Linked DNA regions of Mus musculus: region 2 is linked to region 1. The links are chromatin contacts, called in public promoter capture Hi-C maps. All regions are on one chromosome and are shown on one strand. Each heading gives the region's core, a stretch centred on a gene start, on an enhancer-like site or on the middle of the called end of the contact. The rest is flanking DNA. Distances are from core to core; before and after follow the strand shown.

What was found. Promoter capture Hi-C pulls out the DNA fragments that hold promoters and counts their contacts.
Region 2: a promoter capture Hi-C map of hematopoietic stem and progenitor cells shows a contact between it and region 1. The contact joins the promoter of Mki67 here to the promoter of Ptpre in region 1. A contact is called at or near these places in 8 of 39 promoter capture datasets (the HPC-7 cell line, the SN4741 cell line, hematopoietic stem and progenitor cells and 4 more), 16 of 484 Hi-C or Micro-C datasets (CD4 T cells, the G1E-ER4 cell line, LSK cells and 9 more), 5 of 115 datasets of contacts at active chromatin or transcription factors (acute myeloid leukemia, bone marrow-derived macrophages, effector CD8 T cells and 2 more) and 4 of 9 other capture datasets (adipose tissue, liver, macrophages and 1 more).

The regions. Positions count from the first base shown.
Region 1 is chr7:135,536,439-135,539,202 of GRCm38.p6, reverse strand. Ptpre (protein tyrosine phosphatase, receptor type, E) reads right to left here and starts at 1,379. Exons shown (of 21, transcript NM_011212.3): 1 at 1,087-1,379.
Region 2 is chr7:135,715,057-135,717,820 of GRCm38.p6, reverse strand. Mki67 (antigen identified by monoclonal antibody Ki 67) reads left to right here and starts at 1,442. Exons shown (of 14, transcript NM_001081117.2): 1 at 1,442-1,773. The coding sequence starts at 1,682.

The DNA of each region.
Region 1 (2,764 bases), core at 130-2,629:
CCCCCTTTGGCTTAGTCCCTCAGCTTTGGAAAAACATTCCCACCCCCATTTCCCAGCTCCACTTTAACTAAGCATAGGTTTTTACATTGTAGGAAAATAAATGCATAAACATTGTTGCAAAGGTGTCCAGGCACCTTGGGTCACGAGGCACTTAGGTGCAAGGACATTAGTGACTAGGCAAGAGACACAATCATTTCTAGAACACATGAGCACCCTTTGCTGGTCTTCCTTCAAACTCTCCGACACAGTCAAGGCTCCATTTTCTTCCTGTAGTTGCTGAGGTTCCAACACTTACAGAGTCGTTATAAATCAATATAAACCTACAGGCATCACACTCTAACCTCTCTAGAACAATACTTCATGACTGAAAGGAATTTAGGTCAGATCCAGTCCCTAGTCCTCAGGCTTGGCTCTACCTCATCACCCTGTGGGTCTCCAAGCCTTCCCCAGATGGTCCCAGGAAGCACCAAGATGGGTACCGCTGGCCTTTGGCTTCAGGACCTCCTCAGGTCCCCCTACGGACTGCAATTCGTGGCGTCATACCTGAGCTACCTGCCAGGTTCCACCTTGACCCTGAATCCCCAACTGACGCCTGCCGGGGAAGGCTCCCGGCCCTAGACCGGGCGCCAGCATCCCCGCAGCGCCCCCGCTGCGCCGGGAGTTGGCGCAACTCGAGTCACTTTCTGGAAAAGCTCCAGTCTTAAGCCCTGCGTGCGCAGCCCCCAACACACCGGTTGGAACCCACTCCCGTTTCCACTGCGTTCACACACATCCCCAGGTTGTTGTCCTCTTCCTACAGTCGCCACCCACAGACACACGCCCTCTGTGTAGCTATTCACCGAGAGAGCTGCCTAGGTGGTAGCCAAGTTCGGACCGCGTCTCGAGCAGGTAGCTGGGGTCGCAGGGTCTACAGTCGCTAGCATCCTGTACACTAGGAGGATGGCAAGGACCTGGCTCGGACGCAGCTCCCGTACAACGACCCGTTTCTCCCTGGCAGTGGCCCAGGATATCCCGGTCTGCTCAATGTGCACGGGGAGCACGGCCATCTCCGGACGTACTGCCACCCACCCTCACCGCGCCACTCACCTCCCAGGGACCGGTGCTGTAGCCCCGATCGCTCCGCCGCGGCGACTCCGCATCTCCCGGGCGCCCGCCCGACGCGCTCCGCTCCGGGGCGTCCGCTGTCCCCGCCGGCGCGAGGGAGGGTCGTGGGGACGCGCGTAGGCAGTGAGGTACCTGCGCCGCCGGTGACTTCTCTCGCAGCCCGCAGTCCGTAGCCCGTAGCCTGTAGCCCGCAGCCCGTAGCCCGCAGCCGGCAGCCCTCAGCCCTACAGGAGAGCAGGAAATCTGTCTGGCCCGGTCCGGCCGCCTCCAGCTCTGGGCTAGGGCTCCGGCTCCGGCTCCAGCTCCAGCTCCGCGGCGGGGGCGGGGCCGTGGAGCTGCGAGGGGCGACGGCGACGCCTGGTGCCTGGCTCTGGGAGCGCACCGCGGGCGCTCACCCTCCTGGAGCTTTGGCCTTTACACTGGGAGGATGCAGGAACATGCCCTCTCTCCTGGCACTCTGACTGGACACTCTATCAGGGAGGATCCTAAAAGGTGATGGCACTCAGACGAGCCATAGAGAAAACTCAACGTCCCTTCTATTTAGCCTTAGCTCTGGACACCACAAAGTAGTGTGGCACTTAAGGTTTCGCAACTGGTAAAGCAGGGCTGGGACCCGTGGTAACAGCCCTGCTTCAGAGAAGTCGGCAGAGCTGAGAAATGTTAGACACTCCCTCCCAGAAAAAGAGTGTGCGGGCGCCCCATGGTGGGTGCTGGGGGTATACAATTAGTAAGAAATGTCTGGCAAAATTAAACACACATGGAGCAGAGCGCAGTACAGGGACCAGATCTGCTGCTCTGGGGAATTATTTCATAGTGGTTTAGTTTGGACTATAAACGAAGTCCAGCTTGACACAACCTAGAATTGAGACTCATGGGGAAATCATCTAGATCAGGTTGGGCTTCAGACATGCCCATTGGAGGTTGTTTGGATTGTTAATTGATAAAGGGAATCTCATTCCACTGTGGGCAGCACCATTCCCTAAGACCGGGGTCCTGAACAGTATAAGGGAGAAGGCTAAATGGCATTGGGCACGCAAGGGTGGGTTTAATCCATTTGCTCTTGACTTTGTAGGTGATGTCTGAAGTTTCCTTCTGGACTTCCCTGAAATAGTGAACTGTAGCTTGAAGTTGTGAATCAAAGAAATCCTCTCTTCCAGAGTTTACTCCCCCCCCCCCCGATATTTTTTCTCAGCAACAGAAATAAAACATCCTGACTGGAAGGCAGAAAGCACAACAAAGCCATGGTGTCTATCTTGGTTCTGAACCTGTTTGGTTGGGCCAGGGCATAGCCTCATGGGGATGCTGTTTCTGTGTTGGGGACCTTGCTTGCAGAGCTTATAAATGAAGGAGGGAATAAGTAAATGAATGGCAAGAAAGGCATGCGTGGGATATTACCTCACCCTTCAGTTTACTGCTGTTAGAGCTGCAGAGCCAAGCTGACTTATAAGGTGACAGTTTCAAAGGGCCATCAGTCAACTCCTAAGTTGGCTGGAGCCTGTACTGGACAGAGCTGTAGACTGGAAGCCTGAAGAACTGTGGAACCCTCCAGAATGCTAAGAATGCTCTTCCTTGCCCATGTTCCAGGACCCAAGCTCAGGTCTTCCTTCTCTGCCCCACGCACCTCTGTCTCTGAAGACCTGAATTGGGAAATTGGGTCTTC
Region 2 (2,764 bases), core at 193-2,692, 180 kb before region 1:
TATACATATTCATGATAAAGTAACAACTATATATGTGTGTGTGTATGTGTGTATGAACTGATCTGCTTTTTAAATCTCTCTCTCTCTATCTATCTATTGCTTAGGTTTCAGGATGAGAAGGCAATGCCCAAGGCCTAAAGTAGAGCTTGGATCCTGGCAGCCCTAACAAGGCAGGCTGGACCACCCATCCTCAGTAGGCTAATTAAAGAGGAGGCAACAGTGAGAAGCACAGAAAGGGGGTGTATTCATGTGGCCCCATTGTGAATAGGAGCAAAGGGGCCCAATGGCACCCTAAATATATTTTTGAAGTCCTGACCAGAGGTTTAGGTTTAGAGGCCAAGAGGTATGCTATAACTAATCAGCCTGGGTTAGGGTGGTATAACACACTCGTTCCCCAGAGTGAAATTTCATGGCTTCATACTTCAGGCTTGTCCTTGAGACCTTGAGGAGAGGGTAGACATTGGTTCTATTGCCCCAGAAGCGGAATTTTTACAACACCCTACTGGAAGAACACTGATCCAGGAACAGGAGGAGGGAGCATGAAAAAAGAGGACAGGAAAACATAGGTACTCTATATTCATCTGACTGGCACCTGGCCTCAGATAACCCCAACTGGTGCCCCAGGAGCCCTATTTTAGGATTTGCAGGTGCAGTCTTGCACAGGTTATTTTAATCGGCATTTCCCCCTGAAACAGCAAAGCATTGCAAACTTAACCGTGCCGCAGCAATAACTCTTAAGTTATGGTTTCGGAAAAACCGTGCCACTGCCTCAGTGTTCATTAAGCAGGGAGACTGTAGAATGAATTATAATGATGTCCCCCAGTTTTTAAAGGACAGTTTGAGGGATACTGAAAAGGCAGGAGAAACAACCTTAGGTTGCGTATGAGGTGTTGCAGAAACGGCAGAGGAAGGGTATAAATTTTAAAAATAGAAAGCTTCTAGCGTTGAGCAAGATGCGGCGTTGTCGGTGTTTGATTTCTGGAGAGGGAGCCTACAGGTAGCTTCCTACAGGTCGCCACGCTAGTTTTGCTGACACTGAAAAAGCTGGGACCCTCTACCCTGCCTATTAGAGCAGCAGTGGCCCGCCCACCAGCCCCACCCTGCCCGCCTTCCGGAGCTTATCTCCGCTCGGGTTCCGCTTCTCCAGCCAGCTTCTGGCCCGGCCCCGCCTACCGGCCTGGCCCCTCCCACCTTCCGGCTCCACCCCCCCCCCCCCCCCCAGGCTCGCAGCCTGGCCCCACCTCTGGACTTCCCCAATCCTCTGTCGCCCTCGCCATTGGTCTCTGGCTGGCCGCCTGGCCCAATCGCAGCACTTAGCGCCAGAATTTGAACCGCCGTTTTGGTTTGAATCGGGCGGGCTGCGGCGGGCGAGCCTTGGCGCGGAACCGCCTAGGCGGACAGTCGGGGCTGGACGGGGCGGCGGGTGGCGGGTGGCGGGCACTTGGGACGCGGGCGGCGGGAGTGCGGGTCTGGTCGGGGCGGAGCGAAGGCCGCGGGTGGCCGTGGTCGGTCCTCCGCGGCTAAGGAGCCGAGGGCTCCGACGCGGGCTGCGCCCGGTGAGCGGCGGCCAGAGCTAACTTGCGCTGACTGGACCAGCTGAGGAGCGGCCCGGCGGGGCGACTGCGAGCTTCACCGAGAGGCTTCTCCGCCCTGGTCCGCAGTCCCGACGGCCGGGCGGACCATGGCGTCCTCGGCTCACCTGGTCACCATCAAGCGGAGCGGCGATGACGGCGCACACTTCCCGCTGAGCCTCAGCTCCTGCCTGTTTGGAAGGTGAGTGCGCGCCGGGGCTGAGGTGACCCGGGGCGGCGACCCCGCGGCCCAACCCCCCTCTGCGTTTGACAGGGTTGTCCCTGTGGCTTGTTCGGAAGTCACGCTCATGCATTGGGAGCTTCCAAATGGAATCGGGATTTTACACTCGGTAGACGCGAGGCTGACGTCGGTGTCCCGCAACTTCCGCACTGTCGTTCTCAGGCAGCCGGCTGTGGCTCTGGATGTTTCGGGAAACATCAGATAGGAGAACCCTGCTCGGGTGCTCTGGGAGAGTCCCCTCTCACCCTCCCCCGTCGGTCGGATGGCAATCTTCCCTGAGGCCTTCCAGGCAGTGGCTGGTGTTGCCACTTCTGCAAACGTTGACCCTTATGGCTTTCTGCCGCGTTTGAAATGTTACTTGAGAGGATGCTTTTAAGAAAACTCGTCTTTCCTAACACCATGCAGATTGGTGACTAGGTTTTAGATTGTTTTGTTTGTCTCCCAGTAGATTAAATTCCAAGACAAGGTCTGCCTTGTTAATGGTTACATCTCTAGGGTCCCATATGGCGACTGACACTTAAGATCAATCAGTGTGTGGCACAGGATGAGTGGTAGGAAGATGGCGATCTGGCAAGAATGGTAGTTCTCAGACATTTGACAAAGTCTGGTGACAGATTTTCATGTCACCCTGGGAGAGGTGCCTGCCGTTAGTTAGTACTGCTGAGTAAGGACAGAGACATGGTGTATTTGACAGTCGAGGAAGTATCTGGTCCAGAATGTCTGTGGTCTTTTGTATCTAGTATGGATTGTGGTGATCTTTTTGCTCCGTAAAACGGGGTTCGAACATATGGTCTTTCTGCCTGGTGTTTTGAAACCCAAAACCTCTGTTTTCTTGAGAGTAAGAACTTCCTGTCAGAGTAAAGAACTTTCTATAACTTTGTTGTTGTTTAAAAGAAGAGAGTACAAATTCTTGTCACAAGTGTCATTCATTTTGATTATTCTGCAATATTAC